Linked DNA regions of Mus musculus: region 1 is linked to region 2. A link is a contact called in public Micro-C data. All regions are on one chromosome and are shown on one strand. The core of a region is the stretch at or near the end of the contact, and the rest is flanking DNA. Distances in the headings are between cores, read along the strand shown.

What was found. A called contact is a pair of places that touch in the nucleus more often than the background predicts.
Region 1: a contact with region 2 is called in a Micro-C map of muscle stem cells, with 5 times the contacts expected there. The contact joins two enhancer-like sites. A contact is called at or near these places in 8 of 484 Hi-C or Micro-C datasets (CD4 T cells, CD8 T cells, bone marrow-derived macrophages and 4 more), 19 of 115 datasets of contacts at active chromatin or transcription factors (CD8 T cells, DN3 thymocytes, the HPC-7 cell line and 16 more) and 1 of 9 other capture datasets (embryonic stem cells).

What each region holds. Positions count from the first base shown.
Region 1 is chr13:24,654,924-24,660,726 of GRCm38.p6, reverse strand. All of the region lies in intron 1 of Ripor2 (RHO family interacting cell polarization regulator 2), which reads right to left. Among named protein-coding and RNA genes, the nearest start is that of Ripor2, 19 kb to the right of the region's middle. Within about 2 kb of position 3,351, at least 37 of the 459 cell types and tissues checked have an H3K27ac peak or open chromatin away from gene starts, as enhancers often do. A contact at or near this core is called in cortical neurons, embryonic fibroblasts and muscle stem cells, where this site is marked.
Region 2 is chr13:24,519,936-24,524,987 of GRCm38.p6, reverse strand. It overlaps a transcript of Ripor2 not described here. Among named protein-coding and RNA genes, the nearest start is that of Gm22013, 36 kb to the right of the region's middle. Within about 2 kb of position 3,372, at least 90 of the 459 cell types and tissues checked have an H3K27ac peak or open chromatin away from gene starts, as enhancers often do. A contact at or near this core is called in cortical neurons, embryonic fibroblasts and muscle stem cells, where this site is marked.

The sequences.
Region 1 (5,803 bases), core at 2,102-4,601, 140 kb before region 2:
AACCACATGGTGGCTCACAACCATCTGTAATGAGATCTGACGCCCTCTTCTGGTGTGTCTGAAGACAGCTACAGTGTACTTGCATGTAATAAATAAATCTTAAAAAAAAAAAAGACTTACACTGGAAACACAAAATGAGTGAATGTCATGGCAGAGGAACTGGAGCTCAATAAAGCTAATTTAAAGATCATCAGTTTCCAGAAAAAAAAAAATCATCATTCCTTCTACAAGAGAACGACCCAAGAAATCAAGATAAGGGAAGGAAACCCTTGGGTGAGTTGGTTGGATGCCCCACTCTGAGTACAGAATAACCCTAGTAAGTTGATCCTTTTAGTAAGGCCAAGTCCCAGGCAGCACTGGGCCCACTGATCTCTGAGTCATTTCTCCATGCCTGACAGGTCCCTCCTTCCCTAACAGTGTGCCCTTCTGTTTGTGTTCCTCCACATCTTGGTCAAGAGCAGAAGTATAATTCAGTTGTCTCAATGAGCATGTGAGCCCAATGTAAATAGCCTGCTATGCTAAATGATTATGTGAAATGAATCCTAAAAATAGGTATCTGCTTATTATACATCTACAAGGCACCTATTACAGAGTTGACTAATCTTTTAGAAAAAGGAGATGTATTTAAGTCGTTGCCTACATTTTTAGATTTATTTTATTTTTATTATGTGTTTGGGTGTTTTGCCTAAATGTGGGTCTGTGCATATGGCTGTGGAGGACAGAAGGGGGCTTTGAATCCCCTGTAATTGGAATTACAGATGGTTGTGAGCTGCTTGTGGCTTCTGGGAGACCTTGGGTCATCTGGAAGAGCAACCATCTCTCCAGCTCCCATTGCCTACTTCTTTAAAGTATTGATGCTCTAAAGTAAACCAAGGCAGTGTCGATAATTGTTTCTCAAATGTCAACATTGTAAAGCAGATAACCAACTCTAACTAAGATAAGTGATACAAATGGATGGAAAAAATGTATAAATGACTTCCTATAATCTCACTCCTTAGCAAGCAGATGGAGGGACCAAGGTAGGTCCGATAGGCCTCTTAAGCAAGTGTAACTTGAGCAGCTATGGAGTCTGTCTTTGTGAAACAGAGAAAGCAATTCTTCATTTCATTATTTATTTTTCTCATCCATTCAGTCATCAATATATCCATTTGTGTGTGTGTGTGTGTGTGTGTGTGTGTGTGTGTGTGTGTGCGCGCGCGCGCGCACGCGTGCGTGCTCCTATGTATGTACTTTCCATGGTACATGTATGAGAAAGTCTTAGGCCAACTTGTAAGAGTAGGCTCTCTCCTACCATGTGGGCCCTGGGAATCTAACTCAAGTCATTAGGCTTTGCAGCAAGTATCCATCTGATCCATCTTGTTAGCCAGTAGTCTCCATTTTAATGCAAGCATTAAGCATTTCAACTGAGACTGAAACTTCCTTCAATCTTGAAGTCAATCTCAAGACTGCTTGGGTCTTTTCTAAACTACAGACATCCACACAGATGGGAAGGCTTTCGTTTAGAAATACAGAGAAAGGTGGAGAGAGAACACAGTTGGTAAAGTGCTTGAGGTACTTGGTATATACTTTAATAATCAAAGCATTGGGGAAACAGAGGCAGGTGAATTCTTGGGGCTCACTCTCCAGTCAGCCCAGCTGAACTGGTAAGCCATTTTCTGACTATTGTCCCAGTCAGTTATAACCATGATGGTGGCATCATGGCCATCTTTGAATCCTATCATTCTTTGGTATGTAAGAAGGGGCTTTTCCTACCACTGCTTATATTCATTAATCAGTTTGTTGTTAATATGAACTCGTGGATTTTTTTCCCCAGTGGGCTATAATCTACTACTATCATCTTAAGAAAGAAGCAGCTGTTTTTTGTTTGTTTGCTTGCTTGCTTGTTTTTCTATTAATTTTTTTTTTTTGAGACAGCATCTCAGTGTGTACCCTGGGCTGGTCCTGAATCTACAGTCCTGTTTCAGATTCCAAATGCAGGAATTAAAAGCATGTGCCGTCATGCCTGGCTCAGCTGTTTCTGGAAGCATTTTCTGTGCAGCCCAGCCATAACTTAGCATCTTTAGAGATTCCCTTCACCATTATTTTTCCAAATGTCTTATGTCTTTAACCAAGCCACATCTTTTTTGAGGGTTACTAGCTGTCTTTTAAGGCTTCTAAGATAGTCAGTACAGGGCAAGACCCAAGAAATAAATCAGAAATCCACAGACAAACAAAAGCTTGGCTTTGGGGCCAGGTTGAAGCATTCCACTCAGTTTACTTCTGTAAGCCCTACTCTTTCTTGTCCTAAGTTATCAAGGTTGCTTCAAGGAGAAAAGCATAGCCTAGTGTGGGGCAATGGTCTTTCCCATTACCTAGAATTGCAGCTTGAAGACACACTTGAGTTTCATCAATCAAACGGAGCATGCGAATTATTATTTTTTATCTGTTTTTTTTCCATTTTTTATTAGGTATTTAGCTCATTTACATTTCCAATGCTATACCAAAAGTCCCCCATACCCACCCACCCCCCCTTCCCTACCCACCCACTCCCCCCTCTTGGCCCTGGCGTTCCCCTGTACTGGGGCATATAAAGTCTGCAAGTCCAATGGGCCTCTCTTTCCAGTGATGGCCGACCAGGCCATCTTTTGATACATATGCAGCTAGAGTCAAGAGCTCCGGGGTACTGGTTAGTTCATAATGTTGTTCCACCTATAGGGTTGCAGATCCCTTTAGCTCCTTGGCTACTTTCTCTAGCTCCTCCATTGGGAGCCCTGTGATCCATCCATTAGCTGATTGTGAGCATCCACTTCTGTGTTTGCCAGGCCCCGGCATAGTCTCACAAGAGACAGCTACATCTGGGACCTTTCAATAAAATCTTGCTAGTGTATGCAATGGTGTCAGCGTTTGGATGCTGATTATGGGGTGGATCCCTGGATATGGCAGTCTCTACATGGTCCATCCTTTCATCTCAGCTCCAAACTTTGTCTCTGTAACTCCTTCCATGGGTGTTTTGTTCCCCATTCTAAGGAGGGGCATAGTGTCCACACTTCAGTCTTCATTTTTCTTGAGTTTCATGTGTTTAGCAAATTGTATCTTATATCTTGGGTATCCCAGGTTTGGGGCTAATATCCACTTATCAGTGAGTACATATTGTGTGAGTTTCTTTGTGAATGTGTTACCTCACTCAGGATGATGCCCAGAGCATGCGAATTATAAGCCTCAATCATTTGATAGCTGAGAAAACACACAGTGAGGAAGTACTGTGCTGCCCCCAGTCTCTCTCCTAAGTCCCCTCCCCAAAGGTGACAGCACAGTACAGTATGTGGATGCTATTTTAAGTGCCTGCCTGAGTCATGTGAAGAGTAAAGAAGAAACGTTAACAGCCCATCTATTCATCGGGCTAGTCAATTGTACGAACTTCTAGATAATTGGCCGTGCTTCAGCCCTGGGGAAAATGACAATTCTGCTCCTTCTTCCGTTCTGGTGGATTAAATAAATGCAGGGAGTAGCAGCTGGCCTCAGGATAATTAGACGAGAAATGATTTAGGACACAAAACCCACTTAAATCTCTAGAGGGGTTGGGTTGATTTTGACTAATGTTGGCATTACTCATTTTAAAATGCAAAGCCTAGAACACGCACAGGACTTCAGAGCACACACTACACATCAAAGTGGGTTAGAAGGCAAGAGCGTTTTGCGCTTAAAGGAGGCTCAGGCTGTTTGTAATAATAAGTAATTTTGCCCCCCTCCTCCTCCCTCCTCCCTCCACCTTTTTTTAAACCGTGAGTATCAAAAGGGGAATGTGTCTTGGGAACATGGTTTTGGAGACAGCTTGGCTGATCCTGCTGAGAGAAAAACACACCCACCATGCCCCCTCCCCTTTTTGATCATCAGATTGAAAAAACATCGCTGTGGTGTGGAAGAAAGTGAGCTCCTCCCAGAGACTCTGCACTCGGACCGGACCGATCATCCCTAGGGCCTGGCCACTCCCTTAGTCGTGGTTTCTTTATAACAACCTCAAAATGATACTGACAGGTTCTCTTCCGTCCGATTTGGCTTTTCTAAAATTGTCACTTTTTTTTTTTTTTAAACGAGTGCCTGTGTTTTATTGTTCTCAACAGAACTGAGCTCCATCTTTGAGACATTAGGTAGAAACAGCGGTTGGGTTCTGGGAGACCATGCCCAGCAGTGTGCTAGGGATTGCTTTTGCATATTGTAAGCTTGACAAACGCCGACATTCTTTAATGGGACAAGAGTCAGGTAGAAAATGAGTCTGAGTTCTTATACATAAAGCTATATGCTGCATTCATGTTAGAGAATGGACAGGTAATTAAAATCTTCTTAGAGTAGGTGTATAAAATCAAACTGATAGTGTTTTTTTTTTTTTTTGTAGGACCCACTAATTTTTTGTGGCCATATTTTTTCATGTCCTCTATGTTATGTTATGTTATGTTATGTATTTATTCTTAGAGAATTTTATATATGTATACAAATGTATTATGATTGTACACACCTCCTCTCCCCAAATGCACCAGCCACCCCACAACAGGTTCCCCTTGCAACCTCATTATTGTCCTTTTTTTTTTTTTTTTTGGAGATTTATTGTATGATTTACCTGTGTGAATGTATATTCACACATTTGTAGGTGCCCATAAAAGTCTGCAGAGGACATCGGATCCCTTGGAGCCAGTGTTACAAGGCATCTGTGAGGTACTGAGTTGACAGAGGTTGGACCGGGGAGTCTGTGATGTAAATACAGTCACAACTGTTGGCATGGTAATAAGAACTGATAATGCCTACATCTCAGCTAGGCTGTAACAGTACTCGAAAACCATTCCTTTCAAACTGAGGTCAATCCATCATTTTACTCTTGTTTTTATGACAACATTTCAAAAGCAACATTTCAATGCCAACAAACTGCTTAATTGCAGAAAAACCTGGCTTCAGAATTAGTCTTTTTTTTTTTTTTCTTTCTTGGAGACAGGGTCTCACTATGTAGTTCACCATGAAACTCATTATGTAGTCCAGGCTAGCCTTGAACTCACAGAGATCTACTGATCTGCCTCCTGAGAGCTGGGATTAAAGGTATGTGCATCTATGCCCAACTAGTTAGTCTGAGGCAGGGGTGTGTGTGTAGGTCCCATCATATGCCAGCGGGTTCAAAGTTAAGTGGCTTTCCAGAGGCTCATACGCATGCTCTCTTTGTGGTAATTTTAGCACATTAATCTGCTATAATTGGGGTGGTTTCTGCTGGTCCTTGCTGCTGCATACCAAGAAGTGGCCGGGTGCAGAACATCTGCACAGTTATTCTTGGCTGCCAAAGCCAAATTGTTTATCATCGAAATGCAGAACAGCTATGTGCTCAAGCACAGCAGAATAATGTGCCTTCCCACTGGACAGTGAGGTTTCCAATGATTTCTTAGTATCCTATGTCTTGTTCAAAGGATATGAAGCTGTAAAACAGTAACGAGGCAGAAACCCATCTCTCTCTTAAGCTTCGAGAACAGTGCAGTGTAAAGAAGGAACCCAGCACTGGATTTAACGACATAGGGAAAATCCCCAGCAACAGAGACAAAAGAACATATGAGAGCGTAACTAGTGCACACGTGGAAGCCACATTGCTTGCACGTTGAGCTCAGAAGGCCTTGTCACATTGTCTTTTGTGAGCGTACGGAACTCCTAGTCAGTTACATCAGGCTGACACCTGGGCAAGCATAAGCTGCTTTCTTCCCTGCTTATCACACACACACACACACACAGAGAGAGAGAGAGAGAGAGAGAGAGAGAGAGAGAGAGAGAGAGAGAGAGAGAGAGAGAGACAGAC
Region 2 (5,052 bases), core at 2,123-4,622:
TGTACCCAAGAGAAACAAAAACACATGCTCACACAAAAGAGGAAAAGCTGAGGTCATAGAGCATTTCTCCTAAAAGCCCTCCCTCAAATGGAAACAACCACATAGTATCTCTTGGATACAATAGGGCACTAGTTAGTGAGGAGAAAGCTAAAGCCATCAACGGTGTGTTATGACCTGGAGCCTTTGAAATATTATGCAAAGTGAACTATTATGCAAACCAGACAAAAAAGGTCACTTATTGAAATGTATGACTTCATTTATATGAGATGAACAAAATATGCAAGCCTATAGAAACAGAAAGCAGATTAGTGGTGGTTTACAGTTGAGGTGAGGGGAAGGAGGAATGGGGAGGAGCTACAAACAGAGGTGTGGCTTCTTTTAGTTTGGAAGTGATGAAAAAACCATCAGCTCAGTAATTCTAGCAGCCATATTAATATGAGGCATGCATAAACCACTAAGTTTTTAAAGGGAAATGATATAGTACTTGAATTCATCTTTTAATTTTTACTTATTTATGTGTGTGCTTGTCTGTCTGTCTGTCAATCTGTCTGTCTGTGTCTGTATGTGCACTTGAGTGCAGGTGCCTTTGGAGGCCAGAAGAGGGCATTAGATTCACTAGTACTTTAGTTTGGGGTTGTGGGGAGACGGGGTGGTGGGGCATGTTATGAACCACCCAAGGTGGTTGCTGGGTCTTTGGCAGAATAGGAAGTGCTCTCAACTGCTAAGTCCCTGAATTATAGTTTAATAAAACCATATTTTTTTCTTTAAAAGATTCCATATCTTATATCCACAGAGAGGAAGTTTCAAGACTGCCAGCTGCTCATGTATCCAAGGGTGATCCAATTAAGTAGCAGTCTGTCGTCAATCACTGAGAATTTTTAAATTTTTTTTCTTTTCTTTTCCTCCCCAGAGGTGAGCAGCTGGGGTATGTTCTCTGGCATGGGTGAAGTGTTCATTGAACAGAAACAAAACCATTACATCCCACTTACTGCAGAGCTGTCAGCAACACTCACATAGCTTTCTTGTTTTCTATTTTTTTTTTAAAGAATTGCTAAATAAGTACAGACAGCCGGAAGGAAGCCAGAACGTTTGATTGTAAGTTAGTGATTTCTTTCTCAGAGGCTCTTCCTTGGTGGTCTGAAGACAATGGGTGGTCTTGGGAAGCCAGTAGGTCACATGTCTGTTACTCCGCTGTGCATAGGGTGAGAGGGGGATGCATGAGGTAGCAGTAGACTGTAGACTGGGTGGGTAGCAACTGCCCTGCCACAAGGGCTGTACCTCCAGCATTAGGGGACTGTGACCACCTAAGGCCAGCTGTTCCCATTGGCTTCTCTTCTCTTCTCTTCTCTTCTCTTCTCTTCTCTTCTCTTCTCTTCTCTTCTCTTCTCTTCTCTTCTCCCCTCCCCTGCTCCCCCCGCCTCTCTCGTCTCATACTATAGCTCAGGCTAGCCTATAATTCATTCTAGCTTGGTCTGGCCTTAATCTCACTGTGATTCTCCAATTGCTAGGATTACAAGCATGACAATTCTTAGCCAGCTTTCCCAATGTTAGACATGGAAGCTGGACATTTGCTGTCTGTTAAAGTCATATATACATATGAGATATGATTTTATATATGTGGGCTAAACAAAACCTCTGTGGGCCGAGTTCACACTGCAGGCTGCAGTGTGTGAGTGATGCCATAGGGGCTTTCTGCCCTGGATCTTTGGCACAATTCACATAAAAATCCCAGTTAATGTTGAGACGATACTTGGAATCCATCTAGTTTAAGCTCCTACCCTGAGTTGACTTGTCTTCTGCAACACACAGACATTCTGAATTTAAGGATGTTAGTAATTCAAACCAGAAACGTACTATTTCTTTGTTGGAAATAAGCAAACAAACAACCTTGTGGGCTGGGGATACAGATGAGGGGATGGGATGAGGCAGGTCCAGGATCCTACGCTATGAACCAGAGGAGGAGGTGGACCAAGGGGGTGTGCTTAGGGTATGAACCAGTGGGTGAGATGGGTCAAGGGGTGTGCCTAAGGACATGAACCAAGAACAGCTTCCATGGCAACTCACTTGTTTCATTGCTCTGGAGTGATGCTCTCTATGCTAGCATTTTTTTTTAAAGACACAATTTGCTAAAATGCATGAGCAAAGTTGGAGCTAAGGTTTCCAGAATTCCCTGAAAGAAACAAAATTTCTCACTGGGAGCAGAACTCAGAATTTATATCCAAGTGGCTCCTTTTACCAAGGACGGAGTGAAGACCTACATTAAGTGATGTATTCCATTAAGGAATAGCTAGTGTTTGTGGCTAAATCTCAACACAGCTCAGATTTCTTCTCAGGACTCGAGAGACTATATGACTCACAGCGTTCAGTTCTTGGAGATAGATGATGACTAAGAGAAATTAAATTAAAAGGATCAGGGGTTTGTTTGACTTCAGAATGACTTTAACAGAATAACGAGATAACGCACCTAAGTTATCTGTAATGGCAGCCAGCTGGAGACCCATGCTCCTGGAGACAGGCATGGTGTGAACCTGGGGACATGATCACATCCCCTTGTGTCCCTCTTCGTAATGGGATCCTATTGATGGCCGCTCATAAGTGCCTGGTGGGAACAGGTATTTTGCTGCATCCATTTGGAAGAGATGTAGGGAGCAGCAGAAGGTGGGAAAGGAGGAGAAATGGAAGAACCAAGCAGTCACCAGGTCTAATTAGTCTGTCTCAGAGTCGCTGAATGTCCTGTATAATTTCCTTGCAAAATGACCAGGCTTTAATCCTTTCAGCGAGGTTAGTGGGCATGAAGACAAAAGCAGGAACTGACAAGTCCATGGAGTTGGCTGAGAGATTATGCTCTTGGCTCCTGCTATTGACTTTTTAGTTGCTTTCTTTGGTGTAGTACCTACACATATTTGACAAGCCCAAATAAGAATAAAGTCCGGGCAGGAACAATGACCCCTTATTAAATGCAGAGATAGTTATGAGTCACAAGAACTCAACAGAAAGCCTCAGTTCCGGTAATTAGCTTTTTTTTTTTTTTTTTTTTTTTTTTTTTTGTGGCATTTGATTTTGGGCTTTTTCTTTAATTATGCAGAACTGCCCAAAGTATTGAAACGGCAGGCTGGAACATGCTGCCTTCCGCAGGGGAGTAGAACTTCTCAGCCCTCGCCACTCTTATGAGCCAACCACTAATTTCATCCTGTCTCTCCCCTAAATGGAGTTGGAAACCTTCTAAGCCTTTTGTGTGAATCCAGGGGTGCTGGAAAATAGTCTGGCAAATTCTGACAAGCATCACTTCAAGAGTACATTTATGCCTTGGCTGAGAAGCCTGAACCAAAAGCTGCTGGGTTGTCATGGCAACAGACATACACACGCACCCGCTTCTGAAATGACACAACCTTCCCAACGGGACCGGCTGTGGAAGGCAAAGCTGGCTTATCCACGCGCTCAGAAGGGACGGTGCTTGCGACCCCGGTGTGGTGTCACAGGGCACGCTACCCCTTCTAGCTCGCTCACTGTCACCAAATTCTCAGTTTTCCTTCAAGCCCTGTGAAATTGATGCCAAACAGCAATGTCTGATTGCAAAATAATGACTACTCCATCCCAAAATGTTTTCCATACTTTTCCACAGAGGTTTGGGGTATTGCTCTCCTACACTGAAGGGGAACATGGGCGAGCCGGAAGGAAGCCCACCATAGCAGGAAGTGAAGTTGAGCAGGACTAGGAGGCCTTCCTAGGAACATAAAGGTCCCAAAATGAGCAGTTAAGTCATCACTCACTCTGGTAGTTCCTGAAGAACGGAGTATCCACAATAGAATGGAACTCATATGTGAAAACAACAGCCAACAATAAACCCACACAGGAAATAGCGCACACGGAACGGAAGCGAAATTCCTGAAGGTGAGCCTCAGCAAGTTACAACAGAGGGGAAGGCTGGAGCGCGTCCCTTCCATTAGGCTTGAAATGAAACCACAGGGACCTATTCATGAGAAGCAAAATTAGCCTCCAGTTCCATTTTTGTGACATTAGCGGTGGCGGTGAGTGCTCCACAGCTAGACTTAATTGGCACTAAACACCTGAGAGGAAGGAAGGCACAGAGAGCACCTGGGTCTTAAATGATAAGGTCTTCTTGAAGCTGGGAACATTCTGTACCTAGAGATGGAGCCAGCATCGCAAGCAACCCGAAAATCAAAGTCCATGTCTGTTGGTAGTAGTGGATTCATCCCATTTTTTCCCCTCTCTAGACCATAAATATTTGAGTCTAGATACTCTGAAGTTAAAGATCCCAGTCCCTCAGTTCTATTTTTTCTGTCTTGTGATTAGCCAAAAATTTTAATTCCAGTTTTAATTTTGGATTAAAATTTAAAAAAGAAAAAGTTTTAAAACCTAGGGAGAAAGATACTCTCATTGTGTATTCCTGGGTGTTACAGTTGGTTTTGGTAAATACATATGGTGCAGGAAAAGAACTAAAGGAGCCTGCCTCAGGAGACGAATGGAAAGGAAATCCAGCCAGCTGTCAAGTGTGGGGGCAGAGCATAGGGCCTGGAGTGGTGTTAGAGGAAAAGACACAGACCCTTTCTAGGCAGAAAAAAGCTCTGACGCTTGTCTCGGTTCCCGTTCTCCTCCGTATTACATCTACCCTATTTATATTATTGTTTTGTTTTTGAGACAGGGTCTTAATGTAGTTCAGGCTATTCTTAAACTTGCTATGCAGCTAAGTGGGGACCTTGAATATCTGATCCACCTGTGCAATGCCGGAACTTCAGGTTATGACACCACGCCCAGTTGTATTCTGTGCTGGAGATCAAATGGAAGGCTTCTGTGTGCACAGTCTATTAACAGCGGCTGCCTCTGCTCCCTAACCTTGCGGCCAGTTCAAGTGCGAGCATTTGAGATGCTCCGTCGCTTTCTCCGCTGGTAGCTATCTATCAAGTCCTTTCTCAAGATGTCTTCAGATGCCCATCTTTCACAAAATTCCCTCCACACCATGTCACCTGGGCGTGACTTCCCTGTCAGACATTATTTGTTCTCCGGTGTTACTCCAATGTGAAGAGTTACCAC